Linked DNA regions of Rattus norvegicus: region 2 is linked to region 1. A link is a contact called in public Hi-C data. All regions are on one chromosome and are shown on one strand. Each heading gives the region's core, a stretch centred on a gene start, on an enhancer-like site or on the middle of the called end of the contact. The rest is flanking DNA. Distances are from core to core; before and after follow the strand shown.

The links. Hi-C and Micro-C count contacts between places; a contact is called where the count stands out from the background.
Region 2: a Hi-C map of liver shows a contact between it and region 1, with 3 times the contacts expected there. The contact joins the enhancer-like site here to the promoter of Abcb1b in region 1.

Annotation. Positions count from the first base shown.
Region 1 is chr4:26,276,419-26,283,118 of GRCr8, reverse strand. Abcb1b (ATP-binding cassette, sub-family B member 1B) reads left to right here and starts at 3,090. Exons shown (of 28, transcript NM_012623.3): 1 at 3,090-3,119; 2 at 3,555-3,625; 3 at 5,358-5,403. The coding sequence starts at 3,561.
Region 2 is chr4:26,316,211-26,322,033 of GRCr8, reverse strand. Abcb1a (ATP binding cassette subfamily B member 1A) reads left to right here. Exons shown (of 28, transcript NM_133401.2): 24 at 1,838-1,994; 25 at 2,384-2,581; 26 at 4,302-4,508. Among named protein-coding and RNA genes, the nearest start is that of Abcb1b, 39 kb to the right of the region's middle. Within about 2 kb of position 1,608, at least 2 of the 93 cell types and tissues checked have an H3K27ac peak or open chromatin away from gene starts, as enhancers often do. A contact at or near this core is called in liver, where this site is marked.

The sequences.
Region 1 (6,700 bases), core at 1,841-4,340:
AGTCATTTGAGTGCTAACTTACAACTGGGACAGTTGGATCTCACGGAAAGTTAGTGAAGCTCAAAGAGAAGCCACCTTTCGAGAAATGGGCAAGAATGTAAGGCAAGTGTCTCAGGGTCAAAGACATTTAGATGTGTGGAGGTAGCAGGAACTAAGACTTTCCATTGTCTTAATTAAGTTCATCGTACTGTAGCAAAGAAATGTCATGTATTAGTACATATAGTATATATGTAGTATAACATATATTATGTAGTAGTGTAATATATATAGTGCATACTATATAGTATAGTATATAGGAGTATAATACTATATAATGTGATATATATACATACACACATATCTATCTATCTATCTATCTATCTATCTATCTATCTATCTATCTATCTTAGGGTTACTATACTGTGATGAAACAACATGACCAAAAACAACTTGGGAAGGAAAGAGTTTATTTGGCTTACATTTCCACATCACTGTTTACAATTGGAAGAAGTCAGGAGAGGAACTCAAACAGGGCAGGAACCTGGAGGCAGGGGCTGATGCAGCAGTCATGGAGGAATAGTGGCTTGCTCTGCCTGCTTTCTTACAGAACCCAGGACCACCAGCCCAGGGATGGCAGCACACACAGTTGGCTGGGCCCTTTCCACTCTATGACTCTAGCATAGAGTGGACATAAAACTAACGCACATGCATCCTTAAGGAACACTCAGGATTACTCACCCGATATGACAGCACCCGTATAGTAAATATACATCATATACCAAAGCTGTAGTAAGGAATGCAGAGGCAAGAACAAGGTGAAGGAAAATGACTGTGGTCATTTGCTCCAGCCAGACCACACAGAGTTAAGGCTGTGAGCAGTGAACCATCCCAACACACAGGCACAGCTGATTAGAAAACTGAGAAAGATCAGTGGCCTAAGAAAAAAGTTAACTGATAGTCTGAAATGATACTTTGAGTAAGTGATCAAGGAAGATAAACAGATAAAGGCAAAGGCAGTTCAAAGGATAGAAAGAAAGCCATGGTATTGATGTGGGTTAAGCACACAAAGAAGAAACATCTTTACCTACCAACAACAGATGGTGGAGTTTTCTTCTTCTGGGTATGTCCAGCCTTTTGATATTGAGGCCCAGAGTTGCTCTCCACGATGTTTGTGCTGAAGAACCATCCCAAAGGAAAAAAAAAAAGCACAGAAAAAAATCTTACAATGCCTTAAGTAGGTTGACTATTTTGTGTCAGGCTGCGTTCAAAGCTGTCCTCAGCCGTGAGGGCTGTGGGGTGGGCATGTTGGAGTGGCAGCATTCAAAATAGATGAATGGATGTATCAGGGACCAAGCTGATGGGACACTTTGGGGACAGTTGTGAGTTCTCTCCCTGTTGGTACAGTGAGAGGAACACTGGGAGCTGGCATGACAGATGACTGTACTATTGTCATTGCTGTATTAGGTGAGGGAGCTACACTCCGTCATTCCTAAGTCTAAACATTACCTCATAAACCTACCTTGTAACTTTGTTTCTATGCCGCCCAAATCCATATGAGTGGGTGTATGAGAAATTCTTTTCTTTGTTGAAGCAACATATTTCAGTTTTGCACAAATTGAAAGGGACCTCTTTTCAAGCCACTGAGGAGAAAGGGTTGGGGCCTTGCCTCTGTCCCTTCTGTTGGTAACACAGCTCGCCCCCTGCAGATTGTAAGGGGAAACTGCAAGTTGCACACCGGTGAGAAGGGATGCTGGGGTTACAAAGGGAAGCTGAAGAGAGGAGAGGGCAAAGCCTTCAGGGCTGAGAAGATGAGTTAAAAGGTTTGTCGTTGTGCACGAGATAACCTCACTACACAGACTGGGGAAAGGTGGTCTGGGCCCGGAGGATGACAAACTCCTCCGTCCTCACCTGAAGCCCCTGAGGAGCAGGTAAGGTACAGATGTCCTTTCATGATATGTCTTCCATTCAATGCAGCTAGTTAACAGACCAAGTAAAATTTCCATCTTGCTCAGGAAGGAGACCTCAGCTCACCCCGTGGACCATGAGTTAAGTAAAACAACGGTGGCTACTTCTTGGTATCTGTGGATACAGAGGCAGCTTGGTGTAAGAATAGGAGTTTCCACCCAGGTGGTCTGGGCTTCACTGTCACTCTGGGTTAGGGATTTAGCTCAGTGGTAGAGAGCTTGCCTAGCAAGCACAAGGCTCTGGGTTCGGTCCTCAGCTCGGGGGTGGGGTAGGGGAAGGACAAAATGACAAGGAGCTCTGTCTCAGGTTGACACTTTTCGGCCACTGAGTTGCCAGCATGTTAGGTCACAGCCAGGTACAACTAGACAGAAAAAGACCTGTTACACTCAAATATCTGCATCAATCAGAATTCCAGAACACGTAAAAACTTGATATGCCCTGAGGAAAACACGGCCATCGATTCCAGAGTTAAAAGTTGAAAAACGCTATGTACTTTAAAATATCATTTCTACCTTGAAATTGTATAAGACTTCTGTATAGGACTATCATCAAAGCCAGAAAACCGAATGGATATGCTTTAGAAAAACGCCAAACATACTGGAAAAAAAAAAAAAGACTTTCGCAGAAAAAATTTCTACCAGCTTTAGAAACACACACACAAAAAAGCAGTGCTGTCAGAAGGGAACTTTACAGAATAAGCGAGGTTCCTGGCTGCTTTATTAATTATATTAGATTAGATATGTCAGGGAATGTGTCCTTTTAAGTATGACTCACCAGGGATGCAACCGTGCACTATCCAGGTATATACACGTCCATATGGAGAGTTACCTGAACATGTAGAGACATGTCTGTGTTAATGTCTGGGGAATTCCAGCTCCCTTCTCAAAAACTCAGAGAAGCCTGGAAACCATCCCTATTTCGCAACCGCTCCAGCCTCCTTGCCCAATTCCACCCACTAGGCTGATTGGCTGCGGGGCCACAGGGCGGCCGCCGGCATCTATTTAAATCTCCGGCCTGAGGAAGCCCTCTGGCTCCTTCCCGCAGCGGCTCTTGAAGCTGTAAGAGGCTGAGGCCGCTGCTCCCATCTTCTGAGGCTCAGCTCAACACAGAGCTACTTCTTCCAAATTCTACATCTTGGCGGACTTCGCGAAGGAAACCCGGAGGTGTCACGTGAGGTAGGCTTTCCTAGGAAGGGTCGGGTGCTCCGGATGCCTGAGCCTGGTCCAGGTGGCAGGGTCCTCTTGGGGACCAAGTGGCGAAAGCCACAAGTCGCTCCAGGAGCTCCCGCAGCAGCCCCCAGGCTGGTGTCCACAGCGCCAGTCCTGCGCTGTGCATCCTGCTGCCCAGCTCACAGCCGCGGGCCGTGGAGAAGCGCGCGGGGGCGAAGGGTACCCAGCAGGGTGGGATGACTGGATCCAGAGCAGAGCACCAGGTCTATGCGGTGACACATTTCCCCGGGATTCCCCCGGGAGAGTTACTTCCAGACCCGGCCGCTGGAGCATCAGGGCGGGGCCCCTCATCACCACTGGGCTCCTTGGGGCAGTGAGCTCTGCCTAGGCTCTGGTCCCCGCGGCCATGTGTTTGGCTGATGAACTGTGGTTTATCCCCAGGTCGTGATGGAGTTTGAAGAGGGCCTTAACGGAACAGCAGACAAGAACTTCTCAAAGATGGGCAAAAAGAGGTAGCCAGATTGTTTCACTTTCGTACTTTACATAGCTTGTACATTTGGGCGATTAGTTTGTAGCCTCTAGCACTGTACTAAATGATTAGTGGGTGTTATTTCAGTCTTCAGAAATGTAAACCAGCCTCTGCTTGGAGCAGTCCTTAAGATGTGTGTGACAGAAGGAGGCTCCTGTTCAGCCTGTACACCCGCCGTTGCTCACTCACATCCCTTTAGTTTTATGACCCCAGCTTTATGAGCGCTGTCGTTCACTCACTCACGCACCTGAGCCATATGCTGCTTGGGCTCTCGCTGTGGTCCGTTATCTTCTGGTGAACACATATACAAACACAAGTGAAACAGAACAGTACAGGTCGATCATTTAAGGTTGGTTATCTATACTTAAATCAGAAAAACTGAAAATGTAATTGCCAAGAGAAAACAGTTATTTTTCAGTGTATTTTTATCATAGTGGACTGCCTGTGGCCGGTAATTAAACACTTACTTCAGTGGGTTCATTCTTTATAGAAAATTGTAAACTAAGACAATAGGAATTAGTAGATCTATTAATACTATTCAGAAACAGGGTTTCAGGGTAAAGAGGGAAAGTACAAGGTGAAAGAAGAATTTGCATTTCAAAGTGTGAAATCTGATAAGAAACTTTGATACGAAGTCATGACTTTTTTTTTAAGATGTTCAACATCTGTTCACTGCGTTCTCTGTAGTAAAGTGGTTACAATCACGATCCAGAGTGATGATGATGATGGTGGTGGTGGTGGTGGTGATGATGATGATGGTGGTGGTGGTGATGATGATGATGGTGGTGATGGTGGTGATGATGATGATGGTGGTGGTGGTGGTGGTGGTGGTGATGGTGGTGGTGGTGGTGGTGATGATGATGATGATGATGATGATGGTGGTGGTGGTGGTGGTGATAGATGTCTAAGTAATAATTAAACTACACTAGAGTTACCCAGAAGGCAACTGGGAAGATTAATTCAGAACATGGTTGATTTTCTTTCCCCCCCCTTTTTTTTTTCAAAAGAATATCACCATGTAGCCTGGGTTTTCCTCTTAACTTGTAATCTTCCTGCCTTAGCCATTGCAGTGCTGGAATTATAAATATACTTTGTCATGCCCAGCCATAATATCATAATTAGATTGAAAGTAATCCAAAAGAGGTTTAAGAAATAGAAGACTTTATTCTTTCGATGTGCAGTGTTTTACTTGTAAGAGGTGGGTATTCATCACCAAAATTAGGAAATAATCTAGCTCACGCGCATATAGTCTTACGCAAATCCCAGCACCTGAGCAAGGGCCGGAGCACTGTGGGAGAAGCTTTTGAAAGGCAGAGCTGGTAACACACATCTGTAATACTCTGGTGGAGAAGTGTGAAGTTGGAACGGGAGGTTCACTGGAAGCTAATAGGATAGCTAGCCTGGTAAATCCAGCACCGAGTAACAAGAGACCTTGATTCTACTGATAGGAGGCAAGGCAGTTTTCCATGACCTCCATTGCATGTTTGTGCTCTTCCCCCTTCCCTACACACACTCAAATGCGATAGCCAGCGACCATCATATATTTAAATGTGTAAACTATATGAACACTTGTGTTTATTCTTCATAAATGATATCAGACTGTTTTAGTGGCTACTGTGTAGATATATTTGTCCTGGTTATCATTTGTTTTTATAACTTTAAAGTTTTCATAGCGTTCTTGAGGCTTTGTGTAATTCCTTTGTTGTGTTTCTCAGTAAAAAGGAGAAGGAGAAGAAACCTGCTGTTGGCATATTCGGGATGGTGAGTTTGGGATGTATCCATTATTTAAAACACTTACCTCAAAAAGATGTTTCCTGTGGCTTTCTTAAGAAGTATGGAGATGTGGGTGTAGAGTTAATTGATCAGAGTTGGCTTATTTTCAGAGGAATGCCAATCATAATTTGCCCTGTACTGAGCTTCCTTCTTTTTTTTTTTTGGTTCTTTTTTTCGGAGCTGGGGATCGAACCCAGGGCCTTGCGCTTCCTAGGTAAGCGCTCTACCACTGAGCTAAATCCCCAGCCCCTGAGCTTCCTTCTTAGTTTTCAGTGTTTTCCAAATTAGTTATGTTGCCTTTTACCTGTATTTTCTTCCTGACGGTCATTGGTCACTGCCAACTAGTTAGAGGAAGCGTGCTGCATTGAATTTTGTCTTTTTGCTGTTATTTGAGACAAGGTCTTGCTGTGTATGTAGAACAGATTGGCCTCAAACACCTGATCCTTCTCCTTCTTACCTCCTAAGTGCTGGGATTGCCATGCTTGAAAACGTGCTGTCTTTCAAGGCTCTGAACTCCCGGCAGGTTTGACTCAGAGTCCTATATCCCCGCGGTAATAAAGGTCATGGTGAATTATTGACTATTAGGACTCAGACATCAAGTGTGTCTTCTCTGTCTTCAGTTAAACCTGGAAGCACTCACAACCGTGTGGAGAGAGAGGTGTTTCTCCTCAGTGGTTGTAGTTCCAGACGGATTGCCACCGCAGAATGGGAAGTGATTGCTACCTTTTCGGAATATTATTTTTCTACTATTGTCCTTTTAGAAACTTAAAAACTTCTCATGAGATAGCACAGAAGACAAGACGTGCTGAATTCAATATGAAGAATAAGTGTGTGGTGGCTGGAGATACGACTCAGCTGTCAAGTGCAGTTGCCGGCTTTACAGACCATGAAGTTTAGCTCCCGGCATGCACATCAGACGCACTTCACCAACTCTAACTTCATGGAATCCTATGCTGGCCTTTTATGGCACGCACACTCATGTGCTTCCCCCACACTCTGTGTGTGTGTGTGTGTATATATATATATATATATATATATATATATATATACACATATATGTGTGTGTGTATATGTATATATGTATATATGTGTATGTATATATGTGTATATATATGTATATGCATATATATGTATATGATATATGTATACATACATACATACATACATACATACATATAAATGAATGTAAAAAAGGGCTGGGTATAGCTCATGAGATTATTGCCAAAGTTCAGTGCACAGTCTGGTGTTAGGAGCAGTGGCAGTCTGAAATGTGTTTGAATTTGGA
Region 2 (5,823 bases), core at 359-2,858, 40 kb before region 1:
AGACACAGACACACACACAGACACACATACACAGACACACCTAAACACACACAGACACACATACACACACAGACACACACACAGACAGACACACACAGACATACACACACAGACACACACACAGACACACACACAGACACACACACACACAGACACACACACAGACACACACAGACACACACACAGACACACACAGACATACACACACACAGACACACACACAGACACACACACACACAGACACACACACTCACACACATACACAGACACACACACTCACACACATACACAGACACACACACACATACACACATGAGAGAGAGAGAGAGAGAGAGAGAGAGAGAGAGAGAGAGACCCCATAAAGTAGAAAGATTACTCAGAAACTGAAATCTCTCTTTCTCCTAGAGGGCTGTGTAATTTTGATGGTGGTGATGGTGGTGGTGGTGGTGGTGGTGGTGGTGGTGGTGGTGGTGGTGGTGGTGGTTTGGTTTTGCAGCTGACAGGAGAGAAAGACTGCCAGGCTTTTGTCTTGGGAAGGAGGGTAAAGAAGAAGTCAGAAGTTCGTCACTGTTATTTAGCAGTCGTCCCTTTCCTTGTTTGCCTGCCTGTCAGGGATCTGAACACATTCTAGTCTTTCTGAAGCTAGAGGAAATTTTAAGGGACAGTGGAAGCTCTGGATTAGGCTTTTCCCTCTGTGTTTCTGCAAACATTGAAACTTAAACTTGGGTCATGGGAAGAGGAACCTGAAAGAAACCCCACAACTGATGTCACCAAGTATTCAGATTGTTGGTCAAGGTTATACATGAGTTTTCCGAGCTTCAAGTTGAGCTTCAAACCTGGCTAGATTTCCCTCTAGTAGTTTAGTATAGTCAATGCTGTGACAGTTTGTGTTGCAACCAAAACTAGGTAAGCCTGGCTGTACAGTGTGCCAATACACCATTTCTGCCCTATTTAAGCATTGACTTACTCTTGTGTTGAAGTTAATTCAAGATTAAAAGCATTCACCTTCCAACATAGGTTTCACAGGGGAATTGTGTGATTATGCCCAAAGATCAAAGTCAGACACCTCTGGAACTGCAGGACATTGATTTCAACACCATTTTGCTTATTTTTAACTCCAAGATTTCTAAAGTTACTGACACTTAATGAATCCCATGTTATAGTTTAAGAATGTAGCAGCTTCTCCAAAGCGGTATCATAGCTGTGTATTAAACAATGGCAACAACAAGGCTCTCTTTGTGTGGCTCATGTGATTTCTAAGAAGTGATCTCAGCAGCACTGACTGTATGTATTACTGATTGCCACCTTTATGCCACGTAATAATCAACCACTAAACTTCAGTGACATGGAACTATAGCTATTTATTCTGCTTGAAGTCTCTGGGTCACTTCTCTTTCTTTGGGTCGGGCATAGTCGATCTCTGCTGTGGTCACTGTTGTCTGCAGTGAGCTATAGGCTCATTGGCCAGGACGAAAAATACAAGTTAACAAAACATATGCTGAGTCACGGGCTTGGAACTGAGAACAGTCATTTCCACCACATCCTGTCCATGGAGCCGTGTCACAAGGCCACTGCGGGGTCAAAAGGTGGAAAACAAATTTGTACTTCTTAGATGGACATTTAAGCAAAGGTCATGTTGTAAAAGTTGAAGATTACAGAACAGGTGAACATGGGCCAGTTTGAGTCATCTGCCATACCTGTGTGAAAACGTGAGGGAAGACGGTTTGTTTTACCTTGCCACTTTATCATGGCAATAACTCCATTATTATAGAAGTGCTATAACAATGTTAACATTGTAGCTGTCACAGACTGCACGGGCCTGTCTTTTATTTTCCAGAGTATTCTCAGCTATTGTCTTTGGTGCCATGGCAGTGGGGCAGGTCAGTTCATTCGCTCCTGACTACGCGAAAGCCAAAGTCTCGGCATCCCACATCATCAGGATCATTGAGAAAATCCCTGAGATTGACAGCTACAGCACGGAGGGCTTGAAGCCTGTGAGTTTGATGTGCTCAGTGGATATCTATCCCTAACTTCTCAATTAAAAGATGAAAAGGAAATTTAATAAAATTGGAAATTTAATGCCATAGATATAGATATATAGATATAGATATATAGATGTATGAGATTTACATGAGTTGGTTTGAATACTGACCATTGTAGTCTAGGAGAGTACATTGATACATTGATATTATATTAAGAATTCATGCACACAAAAAAAAGAATTCATGCTGTGCAATTATTATCTCTTTTGATTGAATTCCAGAGATGTGGAATGAGGCTTAAGATGACAGGAGCTCACTTTTGACACCTAGTGCTAGGGTTACCACTAGACACTGTGTTTTCAGTATTGCAATCAGGTTAAATGTTACTGTTCTCATTGTAGAATATGTTGGAAGGAAATGTGAAATTTAATGGAGTCATGTTCAACTATCCTACCCGACCCAACATCCCAGTGCTTCAGGGGCTGAGCCTAGAGGTGAAGAAAGGGCAGACGCTGGCCCTCGTGGGCAGCAGTGGCTGCGGGAAGAGTACAGTGGTCCAGCTGCTTGAGCGCTTCTATGACCCCATGGCCGGAACAGTGGTGAGCATATTTTTGTATTCAGAACATTTCAGGTTTTTAATCATCTAAATTGGCTGGATACATTTGATCCTTGAACATAGGCCATGTTTTTTTCTGATTCCTGAAGTAAAAGCCACTGTTAAATAATGACAACCCAGGCTTTGTGTACAGTCTATGTCAACTGAACTAGCCAATGTACCCAGCTTCTCTCTCAACACGCTGCCCCTCTGTCCTCTGTTGCAGCCAGCCTTGGCCAGCTATCTTCCTTGCCATGGTGAGACTTCAGCAGACGGTACAAGAGCTGTCAAAGCCCAAAGTAGCCAGAAAGATAAAGAGAGTTGGAGGAGATGGGAATGGGAGGAAAAATCAGGAGCAGGATGCATTTCAATGCAACAGTAGTTTGCAAGGGCACAGGCTGTTTAAGTAAGACAAGAACTGAGACGTCATGATATGACATGTAGCAATCTGTGGCTTATTTTCACCACCCTACTCTCAATGATGTGTTGGTGGGCAAGCAGTTCAGCACGGTCGACAGATGATTAAGAAGGATGTAGGGATTTGAGCATGGACTATAAAGATGATGGGGATGGGGGGCAGGAGAAGTTCAGGGAACTGGTGGAGAGGAGCCCCAAGCATTTTCATGGCAGGATAAGCCAATCTACTGACATAAAGGACATGTTCTATTTATGGTGGAATAAGTCAATCTACTGGCATAGAGGACATGCTACATGGTACAACAAAACAAATAGGACTCCCAAAATTTGATAGACACATAAGGAGAGTGGGTAGGGAAATGGGGAATGCCCTTTTGGTTCCTCAATTAAAATGGTGAGGGAGTAATCAGGCTTCTATATTCAGCAAAACTTTGAGAAATTATCTCAGGTGCTGGGCATGAGAGAAAAATCTTGTAGGAGGTAATGAATTTAAATAATTACAATGAGAGACAGGATTGGAAAAGGAACCAAAGAAACAGAATTTAGAGCATGGAATACTTATTATGTATTATTTAGTTACGAGTACTCAGACTATAGAAAAACCACAGAAGCAGTAGCAATGACCCATAGATCCAGGGGGCCTTGGCGGCAGTAGTGACTGAGATGAAAGCGGACTTTTCACCTGCCATTCATCTATGGTTCTTTTCAACTTCTCCTAATAATTATTCTCTGCTGCTTAGAAAACTTTTTCATTCTTTTCAAAAACAGTCATGACCTTTACTTGGTCAATTCTTTAATGGTTGTAGAGCTCTGTTTCTTACCTTACTGCCTTTTAGAAAACTATCCCCTATGAGTTCTGATTTCTAGTTTTATCACTGAAGTTTTAACACAGGATTAAATTATGTTACCACTACATTCAAAATTAGTAAAATGTTGGCTCTCAAATGCTGATTAAATTCCCAAAAAACATAAATATATTATTGATATATTATTAAATGTTTTTGTGAAGAATTATAAGGTCCAGGTATTGGTAGTTTATGACTATAATCTCAATATTTGAGAGGCTGAGGCAAGAGAACTCCCATGAGGTAAAGGCTAGCCTGAACTACATTGTGAGTTCAGGGCCAGCCTGGGCTATAAAGTAAGACCTTATCTCAGAGTTGTAGAAGTAGTGAGAGACAAATCAGAAAAGATTAACAAAAAAAAAGCCTTTTCTTTAATATCATAATAACCACAAGACTTTTAGTAATTTTGCTAAATCTGAATGATGCTGGTCCTGAAGCTGATCCATGAACCCTCGCTTTCAGTTTCTAGATGGCAAAGAAATAAAGCAACTCAATGTCCAGTGGCTCCGCGCCCACCTGGGCATTGTGTCCCAGGAGCCCATCCTGTTTGACTGCAGCATCGCCGAGAACATTGCCTACGGAGACAACAGCCGTGTCGTGTCTCATGAGGAGATCGTGAAGGCAGCCAAGGAGGCCAACATCCACCAGTTCATCGACTCACTGCCTGAGGTATGTACCTTGGGTTCAGTAGTTAGCAGCCCCTTTAACTTATTTTGTGATGATCCACACCCCATTCTGGGGATGAAACCCAGGGCATTGCCCGTAATAAGCAAGTGCTCTACCACCTAGCTATACCTCTTGGCTTGCCATCAGAAACTTAAAAGTCTGTTGCCCCAAAGTAAATTAGCAACCAAAATATTATACTAGCATAGAAGCATTTATCCATACTTCTTATTCCAGGTAGGTTATGCTTACCTGTCATTGTGAGAAAGAAACAGAATATTAGTCATATTGAAGTATAAAAGACAGGAATTTTGAGAACTGGAACAGTCCTTTAGTTTTTAAGCTTGAGTATGCCCCTGTTTCAGGCCTGGGGAGACATCTGAACACCTTTTCCCAGGTAAGGGTAGGTAGGCACCATCCAGTCTGCACTGTAGGTTCACTGCTGCAGCGGAGGAAACGATCGTGGCTGTTCTGTAGTCCCCTCAAAGATTCGAGCATCGCTGTGGAATCAGTCCAGACAAGAGTTCTCCACCCATGCCTGAAAGAAGGCTCTGAATAGAGCCAAGTCACTAGGATGACTATGGTATTATTGATCTATAACTGATCTACCATCCTCTTGGAGATGACTATCAAAGTCTTCCCTGAGCTATTGTCCTATTGACTTTTCTGAGTACTTCCTGTAAGTTAGATAAACTGAACCTCTCACCTAGTGTACCTACTTGGGTGTTACCGTTTTTCACACGTCTTACATAACTGATATAAACTCTCCCATTACCACTGTCCATTATTACAGGAAGTGCTCATGATAGAATTGTAGCCCCAAAGCAACCACGCAAGCATGACAACACCAGGTGGCCCAAACACTTCCTAAAACTTTCGTTACCTTTGGTCTTCTCACAGATAACTGCTATTCTCAAGAATATTACCTGGGAGGAGGCCTGTCCCCTTCCTCTCCTCCGTGAAGTCCAACCATGAATGATTAACTCTTTTTGAGGCTCAGCCATTTAAAGTGCAAAACCCTAGTCACTGTTTACTGATAAGAGTCACTGACTCAAAGCCTGAATGTAAATCACATTACCTTGGAAGTTGTTAGGAATAGGACCCTAGCTCTGGTGAAGAAGAAAAATTTGAGAGAAGAATGCAGGGCTCTGAGACCTAAATCCCAGAGCATAAGTGATGCAGCCTACAACATAGAACCACTACGTTTCTTAAATATATTTTGTCCTCTGTTATTTGACTATCAAAAGGACCTACCTCTGGATTCCAATTTTTCTGATACTCAGAGTACTTCTGTGGACATCAGGATTTTTATTCTCAGTGT